Linked DNA regions of Mus musculus: regions 1 and 3 are each linked to region 2. The links are chromatin contacts, called in public Hi-C maps. All regions are on one chromosome and are shown on one strand. The core of a region is the stretch at or near the end of the contact, and the rest is flanking DNA. Distances in the headings are between cores, read along the strand shown. Region 1 overlaps Fggy (FGGY carbohydrate kinase domain containing). Region 2 has its middle 45 kb from the start of Gm12707. Region 3 overlaps Fggy (FGGY carbohydrate kinase domain containing).

Region 1 (2,880 bases), core at 353-2,852, 460 kb after region 2:
TTGTAGCTAACGGTTCCAAATGTCCTTCTCTTGTCCTGGGCAACTCCATGGCTTGTTCCTGATGCTTCCTCTTTCCCTCACTCTGCCACAGCTGTAGCAGACCATTCTTGGCTTTCACAGTGAGAAACTGATAAGATCTTAGGGGTAAACCCATGAAAGCATGCCCTTCCCCCACTTAGGTTGTGGCTGTCAGAAGTTTTTCTCACGCTCTTCCATATTCAGTCTCCAGCACTTCAGGCTGTCACCAAAATGTGTCTGCTAGTCCTGGCAAGCTCTAGCTGTGACTGGATTCTTCTGTTTCTAGATTTTTGGGTCCAAGTTTGCACATTAACCTCAGTTTTCTACCTAATTTTAACTCAAGAAGAGTCTGTAGTTGGGAGTTTGCTGGCTTTTCCTGTTGTCTGGATCCCATGTGATGGAGCTGCAATCAGGAGTCTCTTTTTGCTGTATTTCTTTGGGAGGTGGTGGTTTTGGTTTTTGAGACAGGGTTTCTCTCTGTATCCCTGGCAGTTCTAGAACATTTTGCAGACCAGGCTGGCTTCAAAATCAGAGATCTGCCTGCCTCTGCCTGGAAAGTGCTGGGATTAAAGGTGTGCGCCATCACATCCGGCTACTGAATTTCTTTACTGTTGCCCTAGCCCCCCTTATTTGAAGGTATACATTTCCTAGTGGGTTTCCGGATTTCCCTGCTACAATGTAAACTTCTGGAAGTAGGCCCTGTGTCTGTTCTCATCATGGCTGTATGACTCAGAGTAGGAACTGAGTAATATTGGTCATGTGGACTAATTAATGCCCAGGCATTCACTGAACACACGGATAAACTGAGCTCTGTGCTTGGTACTGAGGTTCAATCAAAGCAGAAACATGTCTGTAGTTACTACAGGGGCTTGTAGGCTATATATCCCCTTAAAACAGAAATATCACACTATGAATAAAAGTAGGGAGACACTGAAAAATTAAGGACTTAAAAACTAACACAATTGGCAGAGTGGTAAAACATCTCAGGAAGGAGTCTTGTGTGAGCTAAGTTGTATAGAAGGAGCAGCGCTTAGGTCAGGTGAAAGGGACTGACCCTGAGAAGGAGCCCCACAGACTTGCTGAACTAGGAGTCAGACTTTGTAGAAAGTGATTTTCTTCAGCTTCCTCCTGTTCCACGAAAGGCATGTCACTGTTAATTCATGTCAGCTCAGAAGGCCCAGCCTTAGATACTTTCTTTGAGTGGGCAAAATGTCGCCAGTGCTGAGCAATGGAGCAAGTCATTTTCTCAACTGTGAAGATGAGTCAGGCAGGGCTCAAAGGGTCCTAAGGAGCCCAGCATCCAGTGATCCTCATCCATTATCCCATGCCACACTTGGACTGTGCCGTCATTGTTCGCTTCTCAGAGAGAGCTGAGCCCCCAAAGTAGTAAGATAAAAATCAGAGCTGCTTTGCAAATGCCCACAAAGCCACTGGGGGGAGGTTTCCTCAGAGAAGGCGGGAAAGAAAAATAAATGTGGGCTTCTCTTGAAACCTCCGCTCAGTGAGCCAGGCTTTCCCGGAATGCTGCAGGCTGCTTCAAAGGCCCATTGTGGAAAGCTTCCAGATGTGTATGGAAAACCTCACTGGGAGCTTCCCAGTGAAGAGACTTCTTAGGCCTGAGCCAAGCTGAAGGAAGTAGATGTGACACATCCCTACCAGGTGGGCTGTATTCTGAAGGAGTCCAGATTCTACCTTGAAGGAGAGACCAAGGACAGTTACCCAGTCCAGATGCCAGAGCCAAGCAGTGTGTCCTCTTTGGTTACAGACAGCAATGGGGTTTGCTGGAGTGAGACAGAAAGGCATTCTCCCACGCAGGAATCTTCCTGAAAATTGCTCATGACAGTTTCTTTGCTCCTCCAGCATATCATGTACAGGAGGGATTTCAGGTTGGAAAAATGGCCAACCATAGAACAGCTATAGAGTCTATCCCTACATGATTCCTTTAAGGATATAAAAGGCTTGATGTCCTATTTCTCCTCTTATTAGACAGGGGAAGTGAGAGAGACCAGAGTTTAAACTTCTGGAGCCTCAGTTTCCCCATCTGTAGAGGGCAATGATGAGCCCCAAACTATCCTCTCGTGAGAAGGAAGGTATTGTTGCACACAAGGCTGAGTTGCTACACGTAAAACATCTGGCACAGCGCCTGGTCCAGAATGAGGGTGCAGCCTGTTCTCATTTCTCTTCACTCCAGTTGTTCAGAGAGGTGGCGCTGGTCCCATTTAGCCTTTAAATTTTACTTCTGTGGCTCTTTAAATCCTCTCCCTGTGTGTGCATATGCACTTAGCTAAGTATTTCGAGATCAGTGTATTTCGGGGAAAGTCCTCTTGTCTCCAGCTAAAATTAGGCCTCTCTTGCTCCTCTATTCGCCTGCCCCCATCTGATTTTACCTAATTAAAAGCATTGACACTCAGCAAAGCTTGTGAGAGAATTTGGGTGAACAGCTGGGAGTTGCTCTCCATGCCAACAGCTGCTGCCTCTCAGCAGGCAGGCAACAAGGAGTCTGGAGCCCTGTGGGGAGGACAGGGAGGGAGCCTTGAAGACAGATGAAAAAATTTGGCCACAGGGAAACCATCTGAGCAGGATGCACCCTGCATCACCATGCCTTCTGCCTAATGAAATAACTAATGGGAAAGAGGGCAAGCAGGAGAGGAAGGCATAGAGTCTAGCTAGCTCACTGGCAAACCACTGTCACCCATGCCCAGATTACAGTATTCACCCTGCCAAAGTGGAGAAGCCATGGGTTGGTACAAGGCATATCTTTTAAAACAGCCTCATTCAGTTTCTCCCATGGATTTTAGGATAAGTACCAAGTTCATCCAGAGCTCCCAGGTGTATCCTGCCTCACACCTGGTTGTCACTCCA
Region 2 (2,863 bases), core at 44-2,543:
ATAGAAACCAAAGAAAGACTAAAGAAAGGAAAGGAAGGAATCCCAAAGAAGCATGTTGTGTTCCCTGAAGCTATGGCTTGGAAAGGGAAATGGTTCACCTATGATCACACAGGTAGTTGGTAAAGAAACAGATGTGTGTATTGGTCTAGGTGAAGCTCTATTCTAGGCCTGCACTAAGTTTCTATCAAGACCTTCCCCAAGAACACTCTACTGGTGGAGGAAGAGGCTGGGTGTGAAGCACTAGCCTGATGGTCTTTCCTCCATTGTCCATCTTGTTTGGAATCTGTCTTTTCTGTTTGTTCCTAAGCCACCCTAGCCCGCACTGTACCGCTGTCCCTTGCGTTCATTCTGCCAAGTACTTGTTCTCTCAGAACCGTTTCTGCTATGTCCCAGACAATATCTTGTTGTTAGATCTGAAGCCAAATCTCTTTTCTGCCTTATTGAAAAGATAGTCAGATTCACATGTACTCTGCAATCCTGGACTATGTTTCTTGACTCTGAGGCAGGTGTTCAACTGGTTGTTACCTTCCGGATGCATTGAAAGCACTGTTCTTTATCAGCAGGTTCAGCAAAGTCTCGGTCTTAGAGATTTCCTTTTTCTCTCCCAACCCACATTCCTGCAAAGTGTCTCATGGCTCATGAGATTATTACCTTTTGCTTGGTGACAGTAATTTTCTCAGTGTTTTGTGCTTAGTAGATTCTAGGAACAAAAAGTTCCAACATTCCCCAATACAGGATATACTTATCTCTCTTTTTCCTCCTTCCCTCTCTTTCTCACCTGCTCTAGTCTTTCCTTATTTTATTTTCTTTCCTGTTTTTAGACAGTGTCTCCCTATGTGTAGCCCAGATTGTTTTAAAACTTAAAATCCTTTGGCCTTACCCTCCTTGGTATTGCAATTGTAGGTACCCTTTAGTACTAGGAAATAACTAGACATTTGGTGTGTGTGAAATAAGAGGTTAGACTACTCCTGGAGGTGATTCAAATTTTCATTCTAGTAAATAAAATCCAAATTCTATTTTAAAATCTGGGTTGTTGAATCTGAGATTTCTTCCCAACCCCCAAGGTTTTGATTTGCTCCTTCATATTTTCTGTGGTTTAAGAGCAGGTGCTCCTCTGTGAGTTTAAAGACCACATTTTTTTCTATCTCCTGGTGAGCAGAATCCTGGGAGAAGGTCAGACAGAGATGACTGTGAAGCCCTTGAAGAAAATCAACACGTTAAAAGATGCCTGTGAGGCAGAGAATCCACTGCCTGAGTCATTCTGCCTTTGTCATTACAATATTACATCATGCTTTGGCCACAATGGATGATGAGATAATAGGAAGGGCACAGAGCTTGCCTCTGCCTCTGCCACTTAGGCAGTCACTCAACCTCCACAGGATTCAGTGTCACTTTCTCTTAAAATGAACACTGGAACATGGGTGGCTCATAGGATCAAAGAAAAGTTAGATTAAACAATGGGGCATTGACATCTAGCAATACAAGTCTATATAGAAACAGCAAATCCATGTAATTCCTAAGATTTACTTTAAAGTAACTGGTGGTGGTGGTGGTGAACTGATTTTTCATAAGGGAGTTCAAATAATTCAAGTGATTTAAATATTTTAAAAATTGGTGCTGAAGCAAGTGGATATTCACCTGTGAGCGAATGAGGTGGTAAGGATCAGAGAACGTTTTTGAAGAGGGGATTGAAAACCTGAAAGAGCCAGAGGATCAGGAAACTTGCTTTGATATCGTGTCTTCTATAATGCCAGAAGCTACACCGGTAAAGCCTTACAAACATGACTGCACCAATAGACATGCCGAAATGGATGGGGAAAATCCCTCATGACCCTAAACCTACACAAAGAACTGTAGGAAACCAGCCTGTGACACATAGTGAGAACTTGTCAAGGGATGGGGAAAAGGGGAGTGAGAACAGGACACAGAGAGAAAAACCCAGGAAGCAGAGGAAGCATTTATTCATGTGTATCTACAATAATATTTTTATATGTGCAATCTATAAATAATTGTTATATCTTGATAACAAAAAGACAAATAAAAGTTTAAAAAATGAAAAATTATCTGAATAGATATTTCTGCAAAAGTCATCTGAAAAAGAACAATAAAAACTGGGAAATATGCTCTATAGCATGAGTCATCATAGAAATATAAGTAAAACCACAAGGAGATGTTACTCCTTGTCCTTATGTAGTCAGAACGTAAAAAACACTAATAAATGTTGAGGGTGATATAGAGAAGTTGGAACATTCACACTCTGGTTGTAAAGCAAAAAATGGTACAGCCTCTATGGAAATTGATCTGACAGTTCCTCAAATGATTCAAATAGGGTTACTCTATGACTCAACAAATCCTTTTCAAGACACTTACCCAAGAGGAATGAAAACATACACATTCTTGTACATGAATATTCTTGTGTACAAATGTTCATAGAAGTCTTATTCATAAAACCTCCAAAGTAGAACTGATACAACTATCTACAAGCTGGAGAGTGGTTAAAGACTGTGACTTGGGCAGGCAGGAAGATGCATGCTCACAATGTACACACACAGGAATCTAGAGATTCTCAAACCTGAGACAAGCCTAGGCTATATACTTACCCTGGCTTAAACAAACACAAACAAAACAGGCAGTTTGTCCACAAAGTGGAATATTATTTCTAGCAATAAAACAAGTGCTGATGTATGCTACAACATGGATAAGTCCCAAAATACTGAGTGGGAAAAGCCAGGTTTAAAAGACTACATACTGATTGATTCTACCACCATGAGGTGTTCATAATAGGCAATTCCAGAATAGGAAGTGGAGGAGTAATTGCTTCAGTCTGAGAGCTGAGTTTGTCACATAGGACAGGTGTAATGTA
Region 3 (2,726 bases), core at 141-2,640, 410 kb after region 2:
GTCCAAAATGCTGTGGACAAGATCTAGCATGGGCCTGTAATTCCAAGGGCACCCAAATGCTGAGATTCCATCTCAGTGCCCAAGGGGTTCTGGTCGTAAAGTCATGCGTTTAGCATCTTTGTGATGGGCATAGGGAGTAGGGGACAGTGGCAAACTGGCATCTGGGAAGAGTCCAGAGCTCCAGGAAAAGCTCTCTGGGAGGACACCTTGCAGGGGTATAAATAAACCCTGACCTAGCTTCAAGTCTCCCTGTGCTAGTACCTTCAACATTCTAGTATCTTCTCCCCAAGTGTCTCCTGGAGACTGTTGCGCCCTCCTGTACCCATTGCTCGGTACCCAGACACCAGGTATAAGCACAGGATAAGGCTCCCCTTGTGGTGGTAGTTGGCGGGGGGCATAGATGTCTGTCATGAGCCCACCTTACCCTGGGCTCCATTCCGTATGAACCCACCCATTGTGTTTCTTCCATAGCGAGTAGGTTGGTGTCTGAGCTCAGACTGACTCATGAGATCATTCCTGCTCCAGGCCATGCAGATACGGGGCCTTTATCCAAGTGATAGGCTCATTCCCTGCATATAAGGTACTAAATAAGGAACTAACTAGAATACCTATTCATATCTTACAGAGAAGTAGACCAAGGCACAATTTGGGGGCTCACCTAGAAAAGCATGTTGTGTTAAAGATCGATTAGGATGTGGGGAAGCATGGACTTTGCCCCCCTCAGCCAAGTGCCTAGTCTGTTGGTAGGAATCATACTGCAATCATTAATTCTCCCTAACTGCTGAAATTAGAAAGTAGACTGCATTGTAGTCAAACAAAGAAGGAAGAAGGACAGGAGAGGTACATTCAATTGGCTTCCCTAAATCAGGCAGCCACATAATATTGGGATTGGGATTGGGCCATTGAGCCAGGTTTCTGGACCTTTCCTTTATTGCTCTCCGATGATGCCAGCCCTGTTCCAAGGTTTGTAAACCTGCAGAAGTGGACCACAAAGAGTGGAGTAGACAGAAATGAAAGTAAGATCAGCTGGATGGCTCAGCTAAGACACAGGCCTGAAGTCTGCTCTGTGATTCCCCACTTCTTAGCTTTTAGTTACCCAAAGCCACATCCCACCTGGATGGAAGCAGGTTAAAAGCCAGCTTCAGTACAGGGAATGGGGAAAAGAGGACCCTTGAGCAGGGTAGCCAGAGGTGACCTGGGAACAGCCTGGGCAGGCACGACAGCTCAGGGTTTTGTGAAAATGGGCCATCCTCTAGTCATGTGTCCCTGAGCGTCAAAAAAGCCAGGGAATGCCACTTTGCTGCAAGCTCTGCATTGGGAACTGTTGTTCTCTGGGCTGCTGAATGGAAGGCTGTTAGTGGCTGTTTGGGTTCAGGCAGAAATTGGACCCTTTGTCTCTAACTACTGGCTAGTTACAGTTGTGGACAAAGAGACCTTTTCTTGGCCTGAAATTCCTCTACTCATGACTGACAAAGGATGGCACAGTGCATCTGCCTTCAAATGCTTTGGCTTCTGCTAAACTCATTAATGCATCCGATAAAATAGCTGACATTCCAGGCAAAGCCTCCCTCTTCCTGCCTTTACCCAGGGCTCAGAGAAAGGAATGCACTTGAGTCTGTTCTGTAAAGAAGCCTGGGGAAAGGTGAGGCCCTGGTACCTTTAAGCACTACAATTGCGCTGCTTTCCCTGTCCAGAACAATGTAGAGCAAAACACAGCATAGTATGAAATCCTCAGACATCCGCATGAAAAATTGCAGAGCCGAGTAGTGGAAAGATCAGCAGGCCAGCTGTCTGACGTAGAGGAAGTCACTTTACTTGTGAGAGCCTGGGGTCCCTCTTCTGAAAAAAACCACAACGTTGTTGTCTACCTCATGTAGACCACTCTGGGGAATTGAGTTCTAGGTTCTTGGAGCTCATAGGGAGTGATCCTAGCCTGTTGCTTCACTTCCTCCCTCCAGGCAGCCCTATGCCCCAAAAGGAGAAGGCATGGTGGAGAAAAAGAGTTTAAGATTTTATAAGCAATTTTGGCCAGGTTAGGAAAAGCAGGCTTTATTAAGGCAGGAAATATGGGCTGTACCACCTTGGGAAATGACTTGGGCACCAGAGGCACTTCCTGTACCCTGGCCATGGACTTAACTGTGATTTCCAAAAACAGTCTGCATGCGTGTACCAAGTAACTGTAACCGTCCTGCAGACTTGGGACTAAATGTTCAGTCTTGTAAATTGTGCTTTTTTAGGGCTGGCAGTTTCTCTAGGGTTTCCTTCTTCCTGTCTCACTATTCTGACTTTTAGTTCTTTACCCCCCAACACCCCTCCTCCCGCCAACACTCACAAGCACCCCCTGGGTACACAGGCTGTCAAGTACTTGGCTTGAGGATACAAAGAACAAGATGTCTCCAAGAAGTCCATTACCAAACAGCAAAGTTTCCATTGTCTTCTGACCAGTGTGCAGAAGAATATAATAGAGACCCGGAGATCAGAGGTGACAGGCCAGGCAGGAAAGGTAAGCTTACTTAAACTTGGCCAACTTGAATAAAGGGTTTATTTACAGAGGTAAGGAAAACCTAGGCAGCCAGGAAGACCCCCATAGCTGCTAACCTATTTCTATTCCCTAGGCTTAGGGATGAGGAACTGGAGGGACCCAGCCCAAGATAGGAGCTTAGTTCAGTTTTAACCAGAGGGCACTTTGCAAATGAGAAAACAGAGGTAAGAAATGGTTAAACAAC

The links. A called contact is a pair of places that touch in the nucleus more often than the background predicts.
Region 1: a contact with region 2 is called in a Hi-C map of bone marrow-derived macrophages, with 16 read pairs. The contact joins two enhancer-like sites. A contact is called at or near these places in 2 of 484 Hi-C or Micro-C datasets (bone marrow-derived macrophages and embryonic stem cells) and 1 of 9 other capture datasets (embryonic stem cells).
Region 3: a Hi-C map of bone marrow-derived macrophages shows a contact between it and region 2, with 16 read pairs. The contact joins two enhancer-like sites. A contact is called at or near these places in 1 of 15 datasets of contacts at CTCF or cohesin (the NIH/3T3 cell line), 1 of 484 Hi-C or Micro-C datasets (bone marrow-derived macrophages), 1 of 115 datasets of contacts at active chromatin or transcription factors (large pre-B cells) and 1 of 9 other capture datasets (pancreatic islet).

The regions. Positions count from the first base shown.
Region 1 is chr4:95,895,254-95,898,133 of GRCm38.p6, forward strand. The region is part of intron 14 of Fggy (FGGY carbohydrate kinase domain containing); the gene reads left to right. Among named protein-coding and RNA genes, the nearest start is that of Hook1, 71 kb to the right of the region's middle. Within about 2 kb of position 1,603, at least 70 of the 459 cell types and tissues checked have an H3K27ac peak or open chromatin away from gene starts, as enhancers often do. A contact at or near this core is called in bone marrow-derived macrophages, where this site is marked.
Region 2 is chr4:95,438,753-95,441,615 of GRCm38.p6, forward strand. No RefSeq gene overlaps it. Among named protein-coding and RNA genes, the nearest start is that of Gm12707, 45 kb to the right of the region's middle. Within about 2 kb of position 1,294, at least 25 of the 459 cell types and tissues checked have an H3K27ac peak or open chromatin away from gene starts, as enhancers often do. A contact at or near this core is called in bone marrow-derived macrophages, where this site is marked.
Region 3 is chr4:95,844,656-95,847,381 of GRCm38.p6, forward strand. The region is part of intron 13 of Fggy (FGGY carbohydrate kinase domain containing); the gene reads left to right. Among named protein-coding and RNA genes, the nearest start is that of Hook1, 120 kb to the right of the region's middle. Within about 2 kb of position 1,391, at least 111 of the 459 cell types and tissues checked have an H3K27ac peak or open chromatin away from gene starts, as enhancers often do. A contact at or near this core is called in bone marrow-derived macrophages, where this site is marked.